2 separate regions of the Mus musculus genome follow, and region 2 is linked to region 1. The links are chromatin contacts, called in public HiChIP or PLAC-seq maps. All regions are on one chromosome and are shown on one strand. Each heading gives the region's core, a stretch centred on a gene start, on an enhancer-like site or on the middle of the called end of the contact. The rest is flanking DNA. Distances are from core to core; before and after follow the strand shown.

Evidence for each region. HiChIP or PLAC-seq counts read pairs in DNA pulled down with a chosen protein or histone mark.
Region 2: a contact with region 1 is called in an H3K27ac HiChIP or PLAC-seq map of regulatory T cells, with 5 times the contacts expected there. The contact joins two enhancer-like sites. A contact is called at or near these places in 2 of 15 datasets of contacts at CTCF or cohesin (both in embryonic stem cells), 57 of 484 Hi-C or Micro-C datasets (the 4T1 cell line, B cells, the C2C12 cell line and 41 more) and 19 of 115 datasets of contacts at active chromatin or transcription factors (cardiomyocytes, differentiating embryonic stem cells, embryonic basal ganglia and 13 more).

The regions. Positions count from the first base shown.
Region 1 is chr1:106,059,787-106,064,690 of GRCm38.p6, reverse strand. No RefSeq gene overlaps it. Among named protein-coding and RNA genes, the nearest start is that of Zcchc2, 72 kb to the right of the region's middle. Within about 2 kb of position 2,725, at least 26 of the 459 cell types and tissues checked have an H3K27ac peak or open chromatin away from gene starts, as enhancers often do. A contact at or near this core is called in regulatory T cells, where this site is marked.
Region 2 is chr1:106,372,966-106,377,328 of GRCm38.p6, reverse strand. Phlpp1 (PH domain and leucine rich repeat protein phosphatase 1) reads right to left here. Exons shown (of 17, transcript NM_133821.3): 13 at 1,038-1,168. Among named protein-coding and RNA genes, the nearest start is that of Gm41928, 150 kb to the left of the region's middle. Within about 2 kb of position 2,123, at least 11 of the 459 cell types and tissues checked have an H3K27ac peak or open chromatin away from gene starts, as enhancers often do. A contact at or near this core is called in regulatory T cells, where this site is marked.

The sequences.
Region 1 (4,904 bases), core at 1,476-3,975:
GACAATTGATCCTTCAATTAATGATGAACCTGAACAGGTCTGGAAAGCCAGTTTGTTCTCCTTGTGAGCTGACATGTGCCACAACTTGACAGACAGTGGAAGCTCCAGAAATCACACTGAGGTCACACGAGGACTTTCAAATTCTACCGTTGCCTACAGGCAGGAAGTGTAATAATGGTGGCGGTGCATATGGGAGTCTAGGGTGGGGTTTAGAACTAGTTGGTGACAAGCCAATGACAGAAATAGCATTATTCCTGCCATCATTGGAATGTCCAGGGTAAATGGAGGAGGAGTCTTTCCTGCTCAGGCAGAGATCTGGTTCTTGCTTTACAGTTGTAGAGAATCAGATAACAACTACTTAGTGTCTGATTGTAGAATGGAGAAAAATATAGAAGGGATCTTACCATGTGGGCAGAAAGATTTTATAAAAGATTTTGAGCAAGTGGTGTGCACAGTGTTACTTTCTACTGTGTCTGGACAAGAACTAAAGGGACCTTTGAACAAAGCCTCCCAGCCTCGTGTTTCCACCTCAGGTGGGAGCATATTTAAAAGTGTGTGCTAGGGGACATGCCCACAGAGTGTCTCAGGTCCATGTGTTTGCTGAGCGAGCAAGCTGTCTCCACATTTAGCCTCAGCACCTCATCCATGAAACATCCTCCTGACAGCTGATTAGAACAGTTGGCTGGAACAGTAGTGACCTGCTCCAGACAGCAGACAAGATGGTCCCCGGGATGTGCTGAATTGTAATATTAGCCCCACCTACCCCATGTTGAAAGTGTAATCCATACATTCTGTAAGACTTATCTAAAAATAGGAAACATTCCCTTACGGATTCCAAAGGCACTCTGCTCCAGGTGACCCTTCATCTGGGACCTCCAGCTTCCAAAACTAGGGGACTTGACTCTCTTGTTTTCAGCCACTGAGCCTGTAGCAATTTGTTCTGGCAGTCCTGAGCGATTTGTTCAGTCACCCAGAGAAAGGGAGCTGATTCCAGAAGCTGAGTTAGAATTGTTAGGAGTTAAATTGTATCCCTCCAAGTTTCTATGTAGAAGTGATAACCCCCAGGACCTCAAATGTAGACATATTTGGAAATAGCTATTACAGATGAAATATGAATGCAATCCTAATTTTTTTTAAAGGAATATAGCCAAGCACAGTGAAAGGAGCAGGCAAGTCTGTGGTGTGCCTGTCTGGATGCAGCAGGGCTCTCAGCTGGGCAGAGAAAGAGGTCCTTCTTGATTGCTCTGGAAAAGTGGCTGCCAAGCAGGCTGCTGAGTCCTTGGCACAACCTGACAGTGTGCAGAGCCCTCAGCATGACCTGACAGTGTGCTGTTCCTGAAGGGGTCCTTAAAACGCACCCCCAACCCCTTTTTTTTTTTTTTTTTTTTTTTTTTTTTGAGACAGGGTTTCTCTGTATAGCCCTGGCTGTCCTGGAACTCACTCTGTAGATCAGGTTGGCCTTGAACTCTGCCTCCCAAGTGCCGGGATTAAAGGCGTGTGCCACCAATGCCCGGCCTGCACCTCCCTTCTGAAGTAAGTTAATATACCCACTCTGAGCCCACTCTGAGCCGAAGATGCCGTTCAGTTGATATCATGCTTGCCCGGCACACACAAAGCCCTGAGATCAATGCAGTTAAGTAAATACTGCACAGACTAGAAGTGTGGCCTGCACTATGGCAAGAAGGGCAAGAGGGGTAAAGTCATCCTTGACTACAGTGTTAGCGGGACCAGCCTGGGATGTAGGAGACCGCCAAAAGATGCTGATTTTGAAAGGGGTGTAACTAGAGTAAATAATTCTGACTAAATTGGTATAGAAAATTATGATATTCTATGTGAGAACAGGCAGTCTAATATTCCAGCCACTGCCCAGGAATTGGCCTTCTGTTGTGCTTATAACAGAAGAGTCATGGGTTCGTAGCATATTGGTCCAGGACACACTGCTGACTGCACAAGGAGTGATTGGTCACTCCCTAGTCTTCTTACTACCAGAAAGATTAGGAAAGTGTCTACTGTGGCTTCTATATAGGGACCTTCTAAGTTTCAGAGCTGAAAGGGGGAGGCCGAAGGGAAAGGAAGAAGGGCAACAGAGAAGAACAGAGCTGGAACCGAAGCCTGGACCTCAGTGGCATTAAATTAAAACACAGTGGCAGGCTCCTGTGAGCAGAGAAAGGGCATTTCTGCTGGGCCACAGTCAAGGCTCTGCTTCCCCCAAGGGATGTTTGCTACCAGACTTTGCAGAGATCCCTGCAACCTTCTAGAACTGCTCACGATCCCTGTGGGCAACCCCTCTGTGCAGCAAGCCCAGGACCAGAGTGCTTTAGAGGACGGTCATAGAGTTTACAGCAGATGCTAGTCTGGAAGGGAGGCCTCCAGGGGCCTCAGGTCTCTGTTTTTTTTAAGTTGTTTGAAAGGGTAGGTATTAGGGTGACATGAAGAGATCTGAGTTTCCCAGGAGTTCAGGTTGTGCGGTCTGGGGTTTTGACACAGAGCAGAGGTTCTAAATGATAACTATTCTTGTTAGTTGCTCCAGAATCTACAGAGGAGGCTGAAAACCTTGAGAATGAGAAAGAACAAGAGGAAAGTAAGATGGAGTCACTGATGACAACTGCCTGTTGCCATAGTGACAGATAATTGTCCTTGGAGCTCTGGTTCACTTAGACTACTTCCTTTCTTCTCTGTTAACAGGCCTAAGCAAGCACTTGTATTTGGGGATGTTGGTTCCCATGGAGAGTAGAAAAGAGCTAAGGCATCCCTGCTAGGGCCGTTCTATATGAGTTGGGGCAGGGCAGAAACACCAGATCCATCTTGGATCAATCTTAGGACTTATGTTAGATGTCTACAGAAGAGAGCCTGTGGAGCTGCCCAGACAGGGCTCATTAGTAGGCAAGATGACCTATTTATGTGCAGGAAGCAATATGCACTTTGAGGAGCCCTAAGGAGGAACTGGTCAGCACACAGTCAGGCCATATCCTGGCTTCCAATTTGGTGCTCTTTCTATCCCCCCACCCTCCCCCAGTGGGAATTGACTGATGTGATTGGTCTTCTGTTGTTACCCTAGAGGAGTCTGTGGCCCTTAGGCAGTGATGAGAGTTCGCAGGTGTTGACACCAAAGGCCTAAAAGATACAAACCTTTTTATGAGGTAGGAAATCCTAGATAACACAGTTTTCTGTGATTACCCCTGGGGTAGACCATAGGCCTGCTGAGCTGTGGAGTCCTGATGGTCATAAAGGACAGAAGAAGAAAAAAAGAACAATGTATTTTGGTTGTCATGGCAATATTTGATCAGCTGTTACAAGAACAAGTCAAGTGGGATGAACCCATCTGTAAGCAGAAATAGAAAGAAAAGGCGGGAGGAAAGTCACAGCTGTGGCTTTAGCAAGCGTGGGAAAGTCCCCTGCTTCTGTATTTAAGATGCTAAGAAAGAAGATTGAAATGAGTTTTGATCGGACCCAGGCTTGTCAGTGGCAGGGACACTTACCCACCCCATGCAAGGCCCTGACCTCCACCCTAACTCTGAATATAAAAAGAAGGAAGGTTGGATATAAAAATAATGTTGAATGGCAAGGACTCAGAAGTTCAGGAAGGCATCTTAAGTGGGCACTGATGTTAAGCCTTGGCAGCAAGATCAGATGAGGAAAAGGGTTTCTGGACTGGCTTAGCTGGTAGAGTTCTTGCTTAGCATGCTTGGAACCCGAGATTAGACCCTCAGCACTACAACTACCTGGCATAGGCCTGTAACCACAGCACCAATTAGTAGGATCAGGAGTTTACTCAACCACAGAGGGGTTTGAGGCCAGTGTGGTATACAGGATCTTTCAAAATAAACAACCTAGCTGGGCATTGTGGTGCACATCTTTAGTTCTAGCACTTGGAAGGCAGAGGCAAGTATGCTGGCATCAGGACCTCCCAAATCTATGACATTACATAGGCAACAGCACGACCTGAGACCTGCAGACCAGTCTCAAGAGCAATAGGCACCATATTCCCAACATCCACTTGGCTCATCTCCCACCTTTACCTGTGTTATATCATTCTCCATATAAATAAGGAGATCACCCCTCCCTCTCTCTCTCTCTCTCTCTCTCTCTCTTCCCCTCTTCTCTTTCTGCCACTACCTTGTCTCTCCCTTCCAATAAAACCTCTTCCACGTGGAACTGTCTTGGCCTAGTGTGCTGTTGAGACTCGACCCACCATTCTAACACATCAAGGCAGATCTCTGACTTCAAGACCAGACTGGTCTACAGAGCAAGCTCCAGGACACCCAGGGCTACACAGAGAAACCCTGTCTCTAAAACCAAACAAAATCAACCAACAATCAAAAACCAAGAGAGAGAGAGAGAGAGAGACAAAGACAGAGAGAGACAGAGACAGATAGACAGAGACAGAGACAGAGACAGAGAGACAGAGAAAAGCAAAGAAACAACCATTCTCCAGCAGCTATTTCCTATAGCCCAAGGTATCACTACAGAGAGAGCAGACTTTTCAAGAGAAAAGGTAAAGCAGTATAGAATCTACATGTAGAAAAGATTGTTTTTTTAATTCATATTTATGTGTTTGAGAGTGTGTCTGAGTGCCTGTGGATGCCAGAAGAGGTCATCTGACCCTTGGAGCTGGAATTACTGGAGATTGTGAGCCACCTACTGTAGGCTCTGGGAATCAAACTTGGATCCTCTAGAACAGCAAGCACTCTGAACTACTGAGCCATCTTTCCGCCTTCTAGGATTCCTGACCAGAAACAAACACATAAGAAACTTATTAGATTTCTGCAACAATTATTGTTAGAGAAATCAGGAAGTTAACCTCATCTTTCTCAAATTTTTGATTGAGGCAGACTTAGCATGAAGCTTTGGATACACTATCCAGGAAAGAAGTTCACAAACCTAGAATGTGCTAAGGAGAAACC
Region 2 (4,363 bases), core at 874-3,373, 310 kb before region 1:
TTTAGGCAGCATTCTTCAGTTATACACCAAGTTAGTTTTCTATTAAGTATTTAAAAAGCCAGCAAGTAAGCATTAATTAGACCAGATGAATTCTAGCCAAAAAGTTGGTCTTTAAGCTTTGATTTGTGTTACCCAAAAAGATTAGTAATGGTCCATTCACCAAAATTCTCATCTTTTCAGTTTTTTGGCTAACATATGTCAGATGACTTCCAGAAAAAAAAAATCCATCTGCATATAAGAATATATGGCAGAAACAATGACTACACTGGGCCACCATTTAAGAATGCAAGGTCTGAGAAGTACAAAGGAGAAAGCAGAGATCCCTCTCAAAATCCTACTACTTAAAGGAGAATAGGAGCACCTTTAATACCTGGAACCTATCCTGTGGAGTGTGCTTTAGGCATGTGCAGGTACTCACAGGCAGAATGTGTGCATATTTCTTTTGGAAAAAAGAATAACGTGTACAAATCTTTTCATAAGTTTCCTTTGTATAATATCACACTATAAAGACCTTTCTGATTACTTCTGCATCTTGACATCAGAATGCTAATGGCTGTAAAGTATCTGTGAAACACAAATCATCCAGTTATATTAACTATTTTGGAGTTCTGGAATGAATATTCAGACAGTGGCATCTTCTCTAGTGAGGCTACCCTTAAACTTCAACCAGTCACACTACCAACATCCATCCTGAACTCCCTTGAGAAGGATGAAAACTCCTTAAGATCGAATTGTAACTACTTTGCATTACCAGTTGTTCTTTAAAAAAGGAACCAGATTTTAGTTTCTAATAACTTCCTTCACATCATGTCTCTCTTTCAAAATGTTTCAATGACATCTGCATTAGGCATCACAGTCATGTGACCAGGGCTCATTGTGACTTATGTTCCCACCATGGATGGTACCCTCTTTCTGCCTACTTTCTGTCTGTGTATATGGCTACTAAGTCAAAAGAATCTCCCTGTTCAAATGTCTATGAAGTTGTAAACCCCACTGCAAGTGAACACATGAGGGACCACATGCTTTGCAATACTCACTTGAGCAGCTCCAGGCTTTTGTGGTCCAGGGCAAGGCGTGGATTTCCAGTCAGGTCTAGCTCCTGCAGCTTAGGTGGCAGGTTTTCTGGTAACGTGATTTCACTCAGCTCATTACAGCTCAGATCTACACACTGATGGAAACAAGAAAAACGATCTGGGGAGGCTGTAGGTTCCACATCCTGTGTTCTGCAGATGAGCACTGGTCAATAAAAAGGCAGTTGCCTACTGCTCTGCCACAGACATTTAAGGTCTTGGCTACATAAACTGTTTTCACTTTTTTTGACTCCACAATTAATCTTTTCCATTAAGGTTTACTTCTGCACTTAAGATAAAGGATTAGCTGAAAAAATCTTAAGCCTTTTCCCATGGTTTGTATTTGTGCCCGCTTGGATCTTCAGGGTTATAATGCCCTCATTAACATGAACCCCAAGGACCTTCTTAATGTAAAACAAAAGACAAGGAAGACACAGAACTTTAAAAACAAAAACAAACCTGGACAATAAGAAAACAAATAACCCAATTTAAAAATTGGGAAATAGAACTAACCAGAGTTTTCAAAAGATGCAACACAAAGCCTAGACAGACATAAAAAAGACATAAAAAAGTTGGCTTCCTTAGCTATCAGCTACTAGGACACCAGACAAAACAGCCAAGATCAACAAAATAAATGACAGCATAAAGCAAAGATATGGGCAAAAAGAATCCTTCCTCATGCATGGTGGGAGTGCAGACTTGTACAGCCACTATGGAAACCAGTGAGGCAGTTCCTCAGGAAGCTGGGAACAGATCTACCTTAAGATCCAACTATACCACTCTGGGGCACATACCCAAAGGACTGCACACCCTACTACAGAGATACCCGGTCACCCATGTTCATTGTAGCTCTACTCATAATTGGAAAAAGCCTAGATAGCCACCAACTAATAATGGATAATGAAAAGGTGGAACATTCCCACAATGGAAAATGATTCAGCTGTTAAGGGAAAGGAAATTATAGAATTTTAGGTAAATGAACGTCATTAGGAAACAGTCATCTTGAGGGAAGTAACCCAGAACCAAAAGGGCAAATGTTATATGCTTCCTCTTACATGTGGATGCTAGCTTTTAAACTTTAGGTTTGCGTGTTTCACTCTGAATAACCACAGACGTCATGTACCTAGTAAGAGATCAGTGGGGGGAGGGGATCTTCCACAGCACGGGAAAAAGAGTACAGTGTTATTAAAAGATAAAAGGGAGACTAGGAGGGTTAGATGAGAGAGGGACTGGAAAGAAAGGGCAAAGGAGGGAATGTGGTATGGGACACCTAACACCAAAGGCCATGTGAAAACCATTTGCAAGCCTATTACTTATAGAAGCCTTCTAAAAGGTAGACAAACATGAAAGGACTCTAAATGGAGTCACCACATGATATGCACCAATACTCTGACCAGACATCTTATGCCACCAAGTAAAACTTCAGTGCCAGGAATTGGCTACATCCTTTACAGTCTATTGGCCAAAGGTGTCCAATGGAGCCCCCCAAACATCGTAGTCTAGTTAATACTTCCCACAATTTGATGGGAAGTCTCTGTTGCTGAAGAAAACACGTATGTTATCAACCACAGAGAGTCTGAGCTGGTGCCTAGCTCTGAGCTTCAGTGCTGGTGGCGAGTGTTCATGGTACTGGGTGGTTGTACTCTGCATGCTCCTGGAGGAGAAAGCCAATCATCACTGCCATCCAGCTACAAATCCCCATCTACAAATCAGCCTGCCTGCATGCATGGTGCTGTAAGAGTGGCAGAGGATGCTGACCAACCACTTTTTGACTGGATGTAATTAAGGCCCTCTCCATGAGATGGGGCCCATACCTAACACTGCCAAAGTTGGCAAGAACCTGAAACTAGACAGGTGACTAGCCTAGGGAAAAGCCTACAACTATTATTCTGCTCAAGGAAGATAGAAATACATGACTCGTTATGATATACTGCTATATCCATAGATCAGTGTTTCACTCAACCACATTAGAGAATTTCTTGCAGCAGATAGGAATTAACCACAGAGACCTACAACTGGACAATGTTCAGAGAGTGAGAGGCTTTGGAGCACTCAGTCCTAAAGGGGATGTCTTTATTAAATCCCTCACCCCAGGGCTCAGGGAGCTATCCAGAACAGCAGGCAGAAAGATTGTAAGAGCCAGAATGGATGGATAATACCTAGGAAATTCTTCAGACACATTGGACTAATACACATATGAACTCATAGAGATTGTGGCATCAGGCACAGACCCAGATAGGCTCAAGTCAGAAGGGATCTCAGTACTGAAATGGGGATGTAGACATCAGGTCCCACTGTTAACTAAGAAGCTGGTCACAAAGAATATCAAAGGGAAAATCAATTTTCTCTAGTGGAGTGTCACTGGGAATTAACCACACTCCAAGGCCAGCCATGTCCTCAGAGGTGAACAAACTTAATGGTAGTTTTGTGGAATTTTGCTTCATTTTGCGTTGTTGTAGTGCACACTTTTTTGCCTTATTGGCCTTTTGCCTGTTTGTTTTGATTTTTGTTTTTGTGGGGTTTCCCCCTCTTTTTGTTTCCTGTTATTTCTTTCTATTTTTGAAAGTAAGAATGAGAAAGAAAAAACAAAGTTGGCTGGGTAGGAAGGTGGGGAGGATCCAGAAGGATTTGGGGAGGGTATAATCAAAACATACCATACAAATTGTAATTAAAAGTTTATCCATTGAACGTCTATCAGACATGTAGGGAAAGAGTCATAATGCAAGAACACAGAAGGTGAAAAGAGCCTTGGGCTGCTGTATCATCAGGCTGGGAGTGATATCAGCCAGTCAGTGGGGGATAGAACTGACTAGGTCAGAGAACCAGGTGGGCAGGCAAACCTTCTCTGTCATCCAGTTGTACCTTCTGACGACTATGTGACCACAAACACCCTGAGTTCTGAAATCACTATAGGAATGTTTATCAGCCTACATTAGAATCAATGGCTAGATTATAGAAATTTTACTGACTGAACCCATCTGAGCCCACGTTTCACTGTAAGACCAGAAGCCAAAGTATAGTATTGACTTTACTTGGATTCAAGTCTAATAGGTAATGAAACTCAGTCTGTAGGTAGCCTTCCTTTTCAATTGACGTGTACTAACTTCACCGATTTTTCTCGAGTAGATTTTGGATTTAGTTACAATAATTTAAACTGATAAAAATTACAAACAGGGTACATATTTGTTTTTTAAAAGTTCATACTCTTCTAAACAGCATTCAATTTCTCTACATACTAGATTTCCTGAAATAAAAAATTAATAGTAAAATTTGAATGGAAGGAAATGCATTTG